Regions from separate parts of the Danio rerio genome. Here regions 2 and 3 are each linked to region 1. The links are chromatin contacts, called in public Hi-C and HiChIP or PLAC-seq maps. All regions are on one chromosome and are shown on one strand. The core of a region is the stretch at or near the end of the contact, and the rest is flanking DNA. Distances in the headings are between cores, read along the strand shown.

Region 1 (3,565 bases), core at 936-3,435:
TGATTGATGATCACAGAGAGCTCAACAGATCTTTAATCCCAGTTGTGCATGTCTCGTTGATATGATTTTAGGCGTTACTACAAGACGTTAATACGCAGCTGTCAATCAGTTTGGTGGGTGGGGAAACCGCACTCTTACGTCATGTTACGGTGGGCCTTAAAATGGGAGCGATTTGGATCCTATTTGTGGACATAACATAACTACACATAGTTGGTATATTTTCATCATAGGTGCCTTTGAAAGTATATTTACTCGATATTGATTGTTAGAAAGCACAACTAACAATCGTAGCTTGTGACAACTCCTTATCGACACAACATAATTCTAAATAATTGGAAACAATGCACAAAATAATTATTTGAGTTACTACCCCTCTGTAAGCTTTATTAGGAAGAGAAATAGAAAAGAATACTTACACAAATAGACAAAACAAATATGAATAAACTTTCATAACTTTTTTCTATAAACTATACAGAATGTCATTAGCCTACACAGTAATTTAATTTATGCAACCTTTTAGCTTATACATAAACATGTATAATGAAAAGATGAAATAAAATTTAACTTTGGAACATAACATTAAAGATTTATTAATACTTTTTAAGGGCCTTGATTTTCTCTAAACCGATTTACCAACTTTAGACCCCATAAACACCCTGATCCTGTAGATAGATAGATAAACAACTGATCAATCAATGGATAGAAATAGATATAATATAGACAGACAGACAGATAAATAAACACTGGAGTAAAGTTAGTTTTATATTCGCCCATAAGGACATTCTCCTTGAGAACATAATTTCAGCAAAGTATTATTTGCACATTCTAAATAGGGATAATATATCAGCAGTCAATGACTATAGAAGTACAACTTTGTTTACAGCCAAGTGAACAGTGCTAATGTTGTTTTGAAGTCATAAACAGGATTTCAGACCAAATATTTAAATTAGTGTGCAACAATATAAGGACTGTTAAAATAAACAAACGTGCTAACATAAAACCAACTTTAACCTTAATTATATGAATGATGAATCAATTGATAGATAGAAAGACAGAGATAGATGGGATATTCTAACAGAAACGGATATTTTCTCTTATAAGAAATGTGACAGGGCCCGACCTTTAAGCTTGTCATCCTCAAAAAAATCATCCAAAAACATAAAATCATACAATTCAATGATAGAATGTATTGTTGATCATTGTCAGCTTCACCTCCATCAAATGATGTCAATTCAGTCACAGCCTTAAAGGTGTATTGCACGCATTTTATGTTAAATGTAATGCAAATGTGACAGGACTGATAGAAACATGGGGACAATCGTAAAAAGGTATTTATTTGTAGAATTTAATTATAATTTCATGTTTTTAATCAACTGATGGGAATGATGAAAACTTAAACTTGCTATTTCTGAAGTTCTTTTTTAAAATACATTTTAAATTTACAGCACAACAAGGGTTTCAGGGACACATAATCTACGTTTCTGGTAAGTTAGAATGTCCCACATATAAAGCCGACAGAACAACACATACAGAACGACGATTTGAACAAGACACACCAACAAAACTACAGACAGATCCCACCAATGTCACCACCATTACAACAAACACAAGAATCCAAATAAACGTATAACTAGGCGGTCAAGCTAACACATTAGCATTAGATGCTAACAGATCTCCAGTCTGAAAGCTGAATGTCGGCTTCGGTGTAATGGAGAACATACACAACAGCAAAAGAGTTTCAGCAGCATAAATATGAGCCGGTCGATGCTGATGTGTGCTGTCGGCGGTGGCGTTAAAACTCACCCGAGAAGTCGCACAGAGAGGTGTTGTTCCCGCAGGTGGTGTTATTAGACCTGGGCACCAAATTCAAACTGAGGATCTGCTTGACGAATCCAATCTGCACGTCCTGCATTTCTCCAACGATCAACGCTTCGATCATCCGTAACAGAAGTATCAAAGCCGAATAACAGCATTAGAAAGGGAAGGTGGGCTTTAGCGGAGCGTTTGTTTTTAGCACAGATGCTCGTCCATCTGCAAGAAGCTCGTTTCAAACCGCAAAAGCCGATGACTGTGCGGATTTGCTGTCATTTAGCTAAAAGCACTATTAATCTACAGACGATCTGCAACACCGATCAAAAATCGATATGAATGATGGTTTTATCCACCACTACTGTTGTTGGTTTGAGATTATCTCGCTGTCACCTGCGATTTGCTACGGGCTTGTGGGCGGGACTTGAAGGGTTTGTGTGGTATGTCCCTGAACGGTTGCCGTAATACTGGACTTAAAAATCATATGGATGGATTTGTTTCTGTGTTCCTCAAGGATTTTTTTGATGTTTTATTTTTTTTTTATTTTATTTACTCTTTTGTTATTTGTAAATTATTATTATTATTATTATTATTATTATATTTTAATAATTATCTATTATATTAATACTCTATTATTATATTTTATATTAATAATTATATATTACATTAATACTTTACTAATATAACGATGGCCATAATAACCCCTATTATTATTATTATTATTATTATTATTTCATTTTAATAATTATATTTTATATTAATAATTTACTAGTATAACAATAGCCATAATAATCCCTATTGTTATTATTATTATTTTATTTCAATAATTACATATTATATATTTTAAAAATTATATATTATATTAAAACTTTCCTAATATAACAATGGGTGACGCGGTGACATAGTAGGTAGTGCTGTCGCTTCACAGCAATAAGGTCGCTGGTTCGATCCTCGGCTGGGTCAGTTGCCGTTTCTGTGTGGAGTTTGCATGTTCTCCCTCCGTTCGCGTCGGTTTCTTCCAGGTGCTCCAGTTTCCCCAACAGTCTAAAGACATTTGGTACAGGTGAATTGGGTAGGCTAAATTGTCCCTAGTGTATGTGTGTGAATGAGTGTGTGTGTGTGGATGTTTCCCAGAAATGGTTTGCGGCTGGAAGGGCATCCGCTGCATAAAAACGTACTAGATAAGTTGGCGGTTCATTCCACTGTGGTGACCCTGAATTAATAAAGTGACTTAGCCGAATAGAAAATGAATGAATAATATAACAATGGTCATAACAATCCTTATTATTGATAATTTTATTTTAATAATTATATATTATATTTTAATAACTATATATTATATTAATTCTTTACTAATATAACAATGGTCATAATAATCCCTATTATTATTATTATTGTTGTTGTTGTATTTTTGTCCGTTTTAGAACATGATTTGAACGTTTTTTTAAGATATAAATAATTTGTAACAGAATATATTGGTGTATTTATAGATTTTTAATTATTATTTTTTGTATACTCTGTGCTGTTATTATTGCTAACCTTAAGAATATATTTACCTTTAATTACATAATTAGAAATATTATAAACATTAAAAAGTTTAATACAACAGAATACAATCAAAACAACCTATAATATATATTGTGGTTCGTTATCTTTAGATTAATTACACAATATACAATGCTTTACTACCGTTTGGTTGAATATTTGTTGATATTGTTGTTGTTAAAAAACATTTTCTAAATATTGTGTCTTTAAT
Region 2 (3,456 bases), core at 524-3,023, 130 kb before region 1:
CTTTTTAAAAACTTTTTTTATGTATTATAGCAGTATAAGATCATGTTTTGGTATTGGTAAATACTGAATATCAAACGACTCAGACTCGAGGGCAAAAAATAAAAAAAACTGATCGGGACATCCCTGATAATAATCACACTTTTTGAGGTAACAAAAAAATATTTAAATAAAAAAAAAATTTAAAAAACTGTATTGTCATTTATAACTATTTCCATTTATTGGTCAAATAAATTTACCAGCACATTCAACTTTCCTCAGTCAAAATTTGGCCTTCTGAATAAGAATTTTTGACAATAATAATAATGTAGAACTTAACTTTTTGAAAGTTCATGGATAACAAAAATGGCCTAATTAGAATTAAAATTAACTTTAACATCGGCCGCTTTTGGTGCTTCAAACCTTATTTTTTTCTTTTTCTTTCAAGAATAAGGTCCAAATTTCAGAATAAAATTTGGCCTACTTGTAGGGAAAGATGACTTCACTTCTGTCACATTGTATGTTTTCTTGCACAGCTGGATGTTAGATTCATGAGAAATTATTGTTTGGATTAAATGGATGCCTTCTTTGATGGGGTATTTTTACACTTTATGATGGCATAGCAGTCATTTATTCATTTTCTTGTCGGCTTAGTCCCTTTATTAATCCAGGGTCGCCACAGCGGAATGAACCGCCAACTTATCCAGCAAGTTTTTATGCAGCGGATGCCCTTCCAGCCGCAACCTATCTCTGGGAAACATCCAAACACACAAACACTCATACACTACGGACAATTTAGCCTTAATTCACCTGTACCGCATGCCTTTTGGACTGGGGTAAAACCGGAGCACCCAGAGGAAACCCACGCAAATGCAAGGAGAACATGCAAACTCCACACAGAAAGCCAACTGAGCCGAGGCTCAAACCAGCGATCTTCTTGCTGTGAGGCGACAGCACTACCTACGGCATAGCAGTCAAAATAAGACAAATGTGCTCATGTACTGGACCTAATATCAGTGGAGGGATGAGCCTTGTGAACCATCCGAACCCCCCTAGCTACGGGTCTGGAATTGAATTTTAAGTTACAGAGCTATGGGGGGAAAAAAAAAAGCCACTTAGTCCATTTCTGCATAAGAAGTTATACTTTTGAGTGAAATTATTAGTTTTATTGTATTTTTGTGTACAAAATAACATCATGAAATTTATAAAAGTGTATTAGTGAAAGAAACATGCCTGAAAACATGTCAACTGGTTGGAGGTACAATTTATATGTATCTTTTATTATTTAATTTAGCAAATTAATAACATTTCTCTCTAATTTAAAATATAAATGTTTTTATTAGACAACAGGGAATGTAACAATGACAATAGCAAAACTAAAAATGCCACTTTCAGATGTATTTAGGCTGTTTATTTTTAGTTATCGACGGTTATATAACACTGTTTTCGATAATTCAATTAAACAATACAGACCTTCACACTAACTCTTCTGATATTTCCAAGTTTAGTAGGTGGAAACAGTTTTCTTCTTTCTACTTATAAATATATATATATATATATGTTTCATAATGTAATAACAGTATCGTATGCTATCATATTAAACAGAAAATGGATCCACAATTCACTGAACGTTACAAAAAAGAAAAAAAGAGCCCACATCCGTAATTCAAAAGTAGCGCCCCACACGGCCAATCCGGACACTGCCTGTGTTTACAGCCCTCCCCCTCGCCACCGCCCCCCTGCTTGACGCGCATGCGCAACAGTCGCTAAGGGCCGCCATTTTGTGCGGAGCCTACTCTGCAAAAGCGGGAGAGGATTAAAACCGCCGGAGGTGAAGGACGCAATTTTACTCCGTCTCGTACTGAAGGAAGAACAAACCCTGGGCTTTCTGTCGAAATCAACGCGAGAGTAAATCATCAAACGCAGGTAAAATCGCACTACTTTTCCGATAGGGGGATAGTTTTGCAGGAGCTTTAATCGGCCTCTAGGTGTCACGATGGGGCTCCCAGTCCAGGCGGCTGGCGGGGGGTGTTTGTCTCCCTCTATCGTTATCGAAAATTTAGCAAAAAACATTTATAACCCAGAAGTTCGGGCTTCAGTCCTATTATTAAGCACTATTTAAACTATATCAGCCGGCATTTCGCCGAGATGCCATTATTTAACGTCAGGATGTTTGCTTCAATCTTTAGGCCAGGCGTCCATTTTCTGTTTCTTCTCTTTGTTTCCTGTCTTTAGAAACCCGCCGTTTCTGCACGCGCACTTAGCCAAGAAGCTAACGTGTCCCTGAAAGTTAACAGATTTCCAGTCCTGCCACACCCAAAACGGCTTAAAACATAAGTTGTGCATCCGCAAATGTGAAATCCTTAGTGTTTTAAGCGGAAAGTGTCCGATTTTTGGTAGTAAGCCACGTTTTAGTGGCGCCCAACGCCGCGTTCGCGCCCCTCCTCGAGCAGTTAAATTCAAACCCGAGCCGATGAAACATTGACCCGGTTCCGCGAGAATAAAGTCCCATTACTGCGGCCTCCCTTCGCTCCTTGGTCTTTATCGCTCATGTAATCCGAAATACCGCAACAAGTTTAAAAATAAACGCATCTTTGGTGGTTTCAGCTTCAGTTCTGCTGCCTCTGCTAACGCATTGCGCAGATTAAAATCAAACGAGGAAGATGCCTTTGCTAAATGACACCGATGGCCATTTTCGATAGCTAAGACCGAGTCTCGCCGTGCTCTTCCCGAATCCCGGAGTTTATCACCTAAAAACAGCCGCAGTTGTCGAGCTCGGTGCGACCGCTCGCTCTTATTGAAAGACTAACCTCAAGCAACAAACGACTGAAGGGATAAAAACTGTAGAGAGCTCCCTCTACAACCCGACTGGTAGTGGTACAAAAACACGATTAACCATCTCAGAATGCCCTCTTGCTGTGGAAAACCATAAGGGTGTTTTGAAACGTGTGGAGGTAAGGACAGTGGACACAGTTGCACCGTTTTGTCTGTTTATTGTATCGGTGGCCAAATGCGCGCATTCATGAGGAAGTAGAAGAGAATCGGTTCAGATGATGCTTTCTGGCGACGAATCAAGAGTTCAAAACCTGGCTTTGCTATAATGAAAGTCACATTCAAGTTTTGCAAGTTTTTGGAGATTTTGCGCTTATATTTATTATACTTATGGTTATTATATTTATGCAAAATGTAAATGGTAAATTTTTATTTTTACACGTCTGTGTAAATGTTTAATGAACATTTATGTGAGATGCGCTGTGTGCAATTTAATTAACATTAAATGGCATAAATGCGGTGTGATTTAGCTTTGACTTGTATGAAGTGTTAGAGAAGTGTGGGTTATTTTGCACTTTGCTTGATTTGTTTGCATCCCAACAGGTAGAGTCAGGTAGTAAGAAGCAGAGTTAAGGCAGATAGGTCATTCATCGGAGACAGAAAGTGGTCGAGGCGCAGTGGTAGAGAGATGAAGTGTTCCATATTGGT
Region 3 (3,745 bases), core at 1,097-3,596, 190 kb after region 1:
AGCACTAACTGAGTGTTTCTCAACCACATTTCTGAAGGACCACCAGCACTACTGTACATATTTTGGATGTCTACTTTGTCTGTCACTCCCATTACAGGTCTTTCAGTCTCTGCTAATGAGCTGATGATCTGGATCAGGTGTGTTTGATTAAGACATGACAAATTTGCAGAGATAGGAGCGTGGTTGAGAAACACAGCACTGGCTCACTGGAAAAAAGCTTTGAAAGGCTTTGTTTTCATATATTTACATTATTATTTTCTAGTTAATTAGTATAGTGAGCACTAGCTGATTGTATGACATTTTAAGGCAATATCTAGGTTATTTTTAAAATGCACTGGAAGGATTTTGACAATGTAATCCCTACAGATGTCATTAGTAATGTACTTTTGTGTTGTTCCAAAATTTTACATTCCTTAAAATATGTGTTTTTATGTTGCACATATGAAAATGTTATACCGGTTTAGAAGAAAATCAAAGAACTTTATTTGAAAACTAGAGAGCGAATTGAAAAATGTCTTTAATCCTATTTTACCTCCAAAAGAGATGGTCATCTCTACTAAATTATCTCAGTCTAGGTCATTTATGAAACCATTAATCAACAAGTGATATTACAAAATTGGCTTCAGCTTAAATTGAGTGAATATTTTCCTTCAGATCAGGTCAGATTTAGGAATGCTGATGTGAAATCTTGATGCCCTGTTGTCTCGTACCTCTCTGACCTCCCCTGACCTCCCCTGACCTTAGCACCAGGCCACACCATGATGTCGTGGCAGTTTGAGGTCATTATGCATCTTTTCTGACACTACTTTTAGAAAGGCATGTTGACTTACTCTGTGCCTCAGAATCATCTGAGGAGTAGATTTTCTATCTGTTATCTGTGAATCGCAGGAGACAGTGCATTAGGACATTCTGCTTTTGTCTGTTTACCACATTGATTTAAATGTGGATCCCACTTTGACCCCTGACCTGGTCACTCCCTCATGGGGGAACCAGCGAATGATGTCATGCTTTGAAATTCATGGTGAATTGCGAACACTAAAGCAAACAGGGGCAGATTAGCTTAGTTTATTTACTTAACCAATGGTCGTCATTCAGAGCTATTTCATTTTTAAATAGATACAGATAAAATGTCCACATTGTTTATTTTGCATTTTGATTTTTTTTCAAATTTGTTGTTTTATTGAAAAAAAAAAAATTATATACAAATGTTGTTACATACCTGTATCTCGTTCATTCCTGAGCCGAACATGTACACACAAATGTGCAATCATTTTATTTAATTTTTTTATTACATTTTTTATTCTATTTTTATTTAATTTGATTTAATTAGCTTTTATTCATTTTTTATTATATTATATTATATTATATTATATTATATTATATTATATTATATTATATTATGTTTTATTTTATATTTTTTATTTAATTAAATTTTTATTTTATTTCATTTATTTGTTTTATTAAAATTGTATTTTATTTAGTTTTATTCTATTCTATTCTATTTTCTATTTAATTTGATTTTCATTTATTTTTATTTAATAATATATATGTATATAAATATATATATAAATAAATAAATATATATATATATATATATATATATATATATATATATATATATATATATATATATATATATATATATATATATATATATATATATATATATATATATAATTAGTCTTTTTAAGCTTCATATGTTTTTTTTATCAGTCTGTTTTTTCTCTGTAGTTTGTGATGCATCTAAATGATTGTACTTTAAAATAGAGACAGGAAATTAATCAAGAACAAAGTTTTGCTTCAGCAATACTCTGAATAAATAGCTATGTAAATAAATCCATAACAAAGCTTTCCATCTCAATCTTCCCAATCCTTCCTTTTCTGAATTGATGGTACTTTAATAATTCAGGCAAGATATATATTGAGATAAAACAGGTTAAACATTTCCAAACACTGCAAATGTCAATAGAGAGTTAAACTTTTGTCTCCTTGAGAATGGATTTACTGCTGGAACAAAAGGATGGGCAACAAAATCAGCAAGCCAAAAAGTTGAGGCTGAAGGAAAGGGTCTAGACAAAGCTGTGTGTTTGTGTGTGATGGCCAAAAAACCCAGTATGTGTGTGTGTGTTTCTCAGGTCTACAGAGAGGTTCACTAAACATTCCTCACAGGCAGGGGGAGGAAGAGTGTAAGGCTCATTAACATAAGAACAGAGTCCTCGGCCAATCGGCAGCAGGGAAAGGGAATGTCAGGATTGAGAAGGAACTGGGAGGGTGTCAGGTTTCCCTGTGCATTCTTCCCTCCTCCTTTTGCCGGAGAGGGTGGGAGAGAACGAGCGCAGGAAGGACGCAGTGAGAGAATCAGCGACTTCAAGAGACAGAAGTATATGGGACAGTCTCGTTCTTGCCCTCTGACATCACGGAATTGGAGTATGTGTTAGAAGCTGACTTTCTGGGAGACGCGGAGAGGTCTGACAAAAGAGTGGACGGTCCGAGTGGGATTTCTTCGGGGGTCAAATCTCAGGCAGTTTAGTGCTGTCTGGAGTCCCAGAGACTCGCACGGCAGGGCTGAAAATGAATTATCTGGTGAGTGTGCTTGCTGTTCTCATTGTTGTGTGAGCACTTTAAGTTGGTTATGCGAAATGCCCTCGGGTGATACTTTCTGAATCAATGTCTTTGTGGACAGCAGAAAAACAAGAGAGTCTTCAAGATTGGCTTTTATCAAGTTTTCTGTCTTATTAGCATTATATGATTTGTTTTTATGGCAGCAGGAGATCAAGTAGCTTGAAAAGCTCTAAAAGAGGCAGTGTAACACTTTTTTGAGAGGCTAGCAGTATATATTTGAAAATGAGTATATATTTCTATTCTTGAAAAGAAAATATTGAGCTTTTTCTTGAGTTTTGAAAGCTGTGAGAAAGCAGGCATAACAGGAGGACGAGTGGACGGAAAAGGAACCCTGCCACTGTTAGCTTCTTCTTTGCTGACTCAGGAGAACGCTGGAAGATTAAGGTTTTTATGGAAAGAAGTATGGAGAAATTTTAGGGAGAAAAGAACAGCGTGACGTGACGGCCGGACCAGTGAAGCATCCATTCCTTGCCATTGTTTGAAATTGCTGGCTCTTGTTCAGCTTGTAAGAGTTGAGAATGACACAGTGCTTAGGTATTTGGACGTGAGAGTTGGGCTGTGCTGTGTTTCCGTATGAGAGGAATCTGGTTCTGGGATTCACCCCCTGCAGAGGCCGGGATATTCCCTGGTCATTAAAATAGACCTTGAAATGGTTATGGGCAGTTATTAATGCAGTTCAGACAGATGATTCTTGGAGATGAGAATTTAGGATTTTCTAGTTAATTTTATTTTTGAAGGCATTTATTATTTTTAATTTGTCTACATATATTGGAAATCTGTCAGTTTAGTCGCTTATTCCATCTGGTGTTAACACGCTTTTAAATGTGTCTTATAAGCAAGTTTGTTATGGTACACTAAAGCTAAGTATGACACTTTGAATTGGTTCACTTTTTTAAATGCATCCTATAATGATTACGTGATATGATATGTAGGTAGTAGCAATAAATGGATGGAAAACCCAAACATTAAAATTTACTCAATATTTACTGACCCTCAAGTGAAACTTTATAATTTTCTCTTTTTTACTTTTTAACATAAATGTGAATATTTTTAATAAATACTTGAAACCCCTATCCATTACTATCCATGGTAGAAAATCAATTGCTATCGATTTCCAACATTC

Evidence for each region. Hi-C and Micro-C count contacts between places; a contact is called where the count stands out from the background. HiChIP or PLAC-seq counts read pairs in DNA pulled down with a chosen protein or histone mark.
Region 2: a Hi-C map of hematopoietic stem cells shows a contact between it and region 1, with 3 times the contacts expected there. The contact joins the promoter of ctcf here to the promoter of tmem170a in region 1. A contact is called at or near these places in 3 of 18 Hi-C or Micro-C datasets (embryo, hematopoietic stem cells and skeletal muscle) and 2 of 4 datasets of contacts at active chromatin or transcription factors (embryo and gastrula embryo).
Region 3: a contact with region 1 is called in an H3K4me3 HiChIP or PLAC-seq map of gastrula embryo, with 2.4 times the contacts expected there. The contact joins the promoter of bcar1 here to the promoter of tmem170a in region 1. A contact is called at or near these places in 1 of 18 Hi-C or Micro-C datasets (an unstated tissue) and 2 of 4 datasets of contacts at active chromatin or transcription factors (embryo and gastrula embryo).

What each region holds. Positions count from the first base shown.
Region 1 is chr18:23,802,989-23,806,553 of GRCz12tu, forward strand. tmem170a (transmembrane protein 170A) reads right to left here and starts at 2,186. Exons shown (of 3, transcript NM_200689.2): 1 at 1,804-2,186. The coding sequence starts at 1,939.
Region 2 is chr18:23,674,752-23,678,207 of GRCz12tu, forward strand. It overlaps ctcf (CCCTC-binding factor (zinc finger protein)), which reads left to right and starts at 1,774. Exons shown (of 12, transcript NM_001001844.1): 1 at 1,774-1,902.
Region 3 is chr18:23,995,651-23,999,395 of GRCz12tu, forward strand. It overlaps bcar1 (BCAR1 scaffold protein, Cas family member), which reads left to right and starts at 2,347. Exons shown (of 7, transcript NM_001135133.2): 1 at 2,347-2,583. The coding sequence starts at 2,572.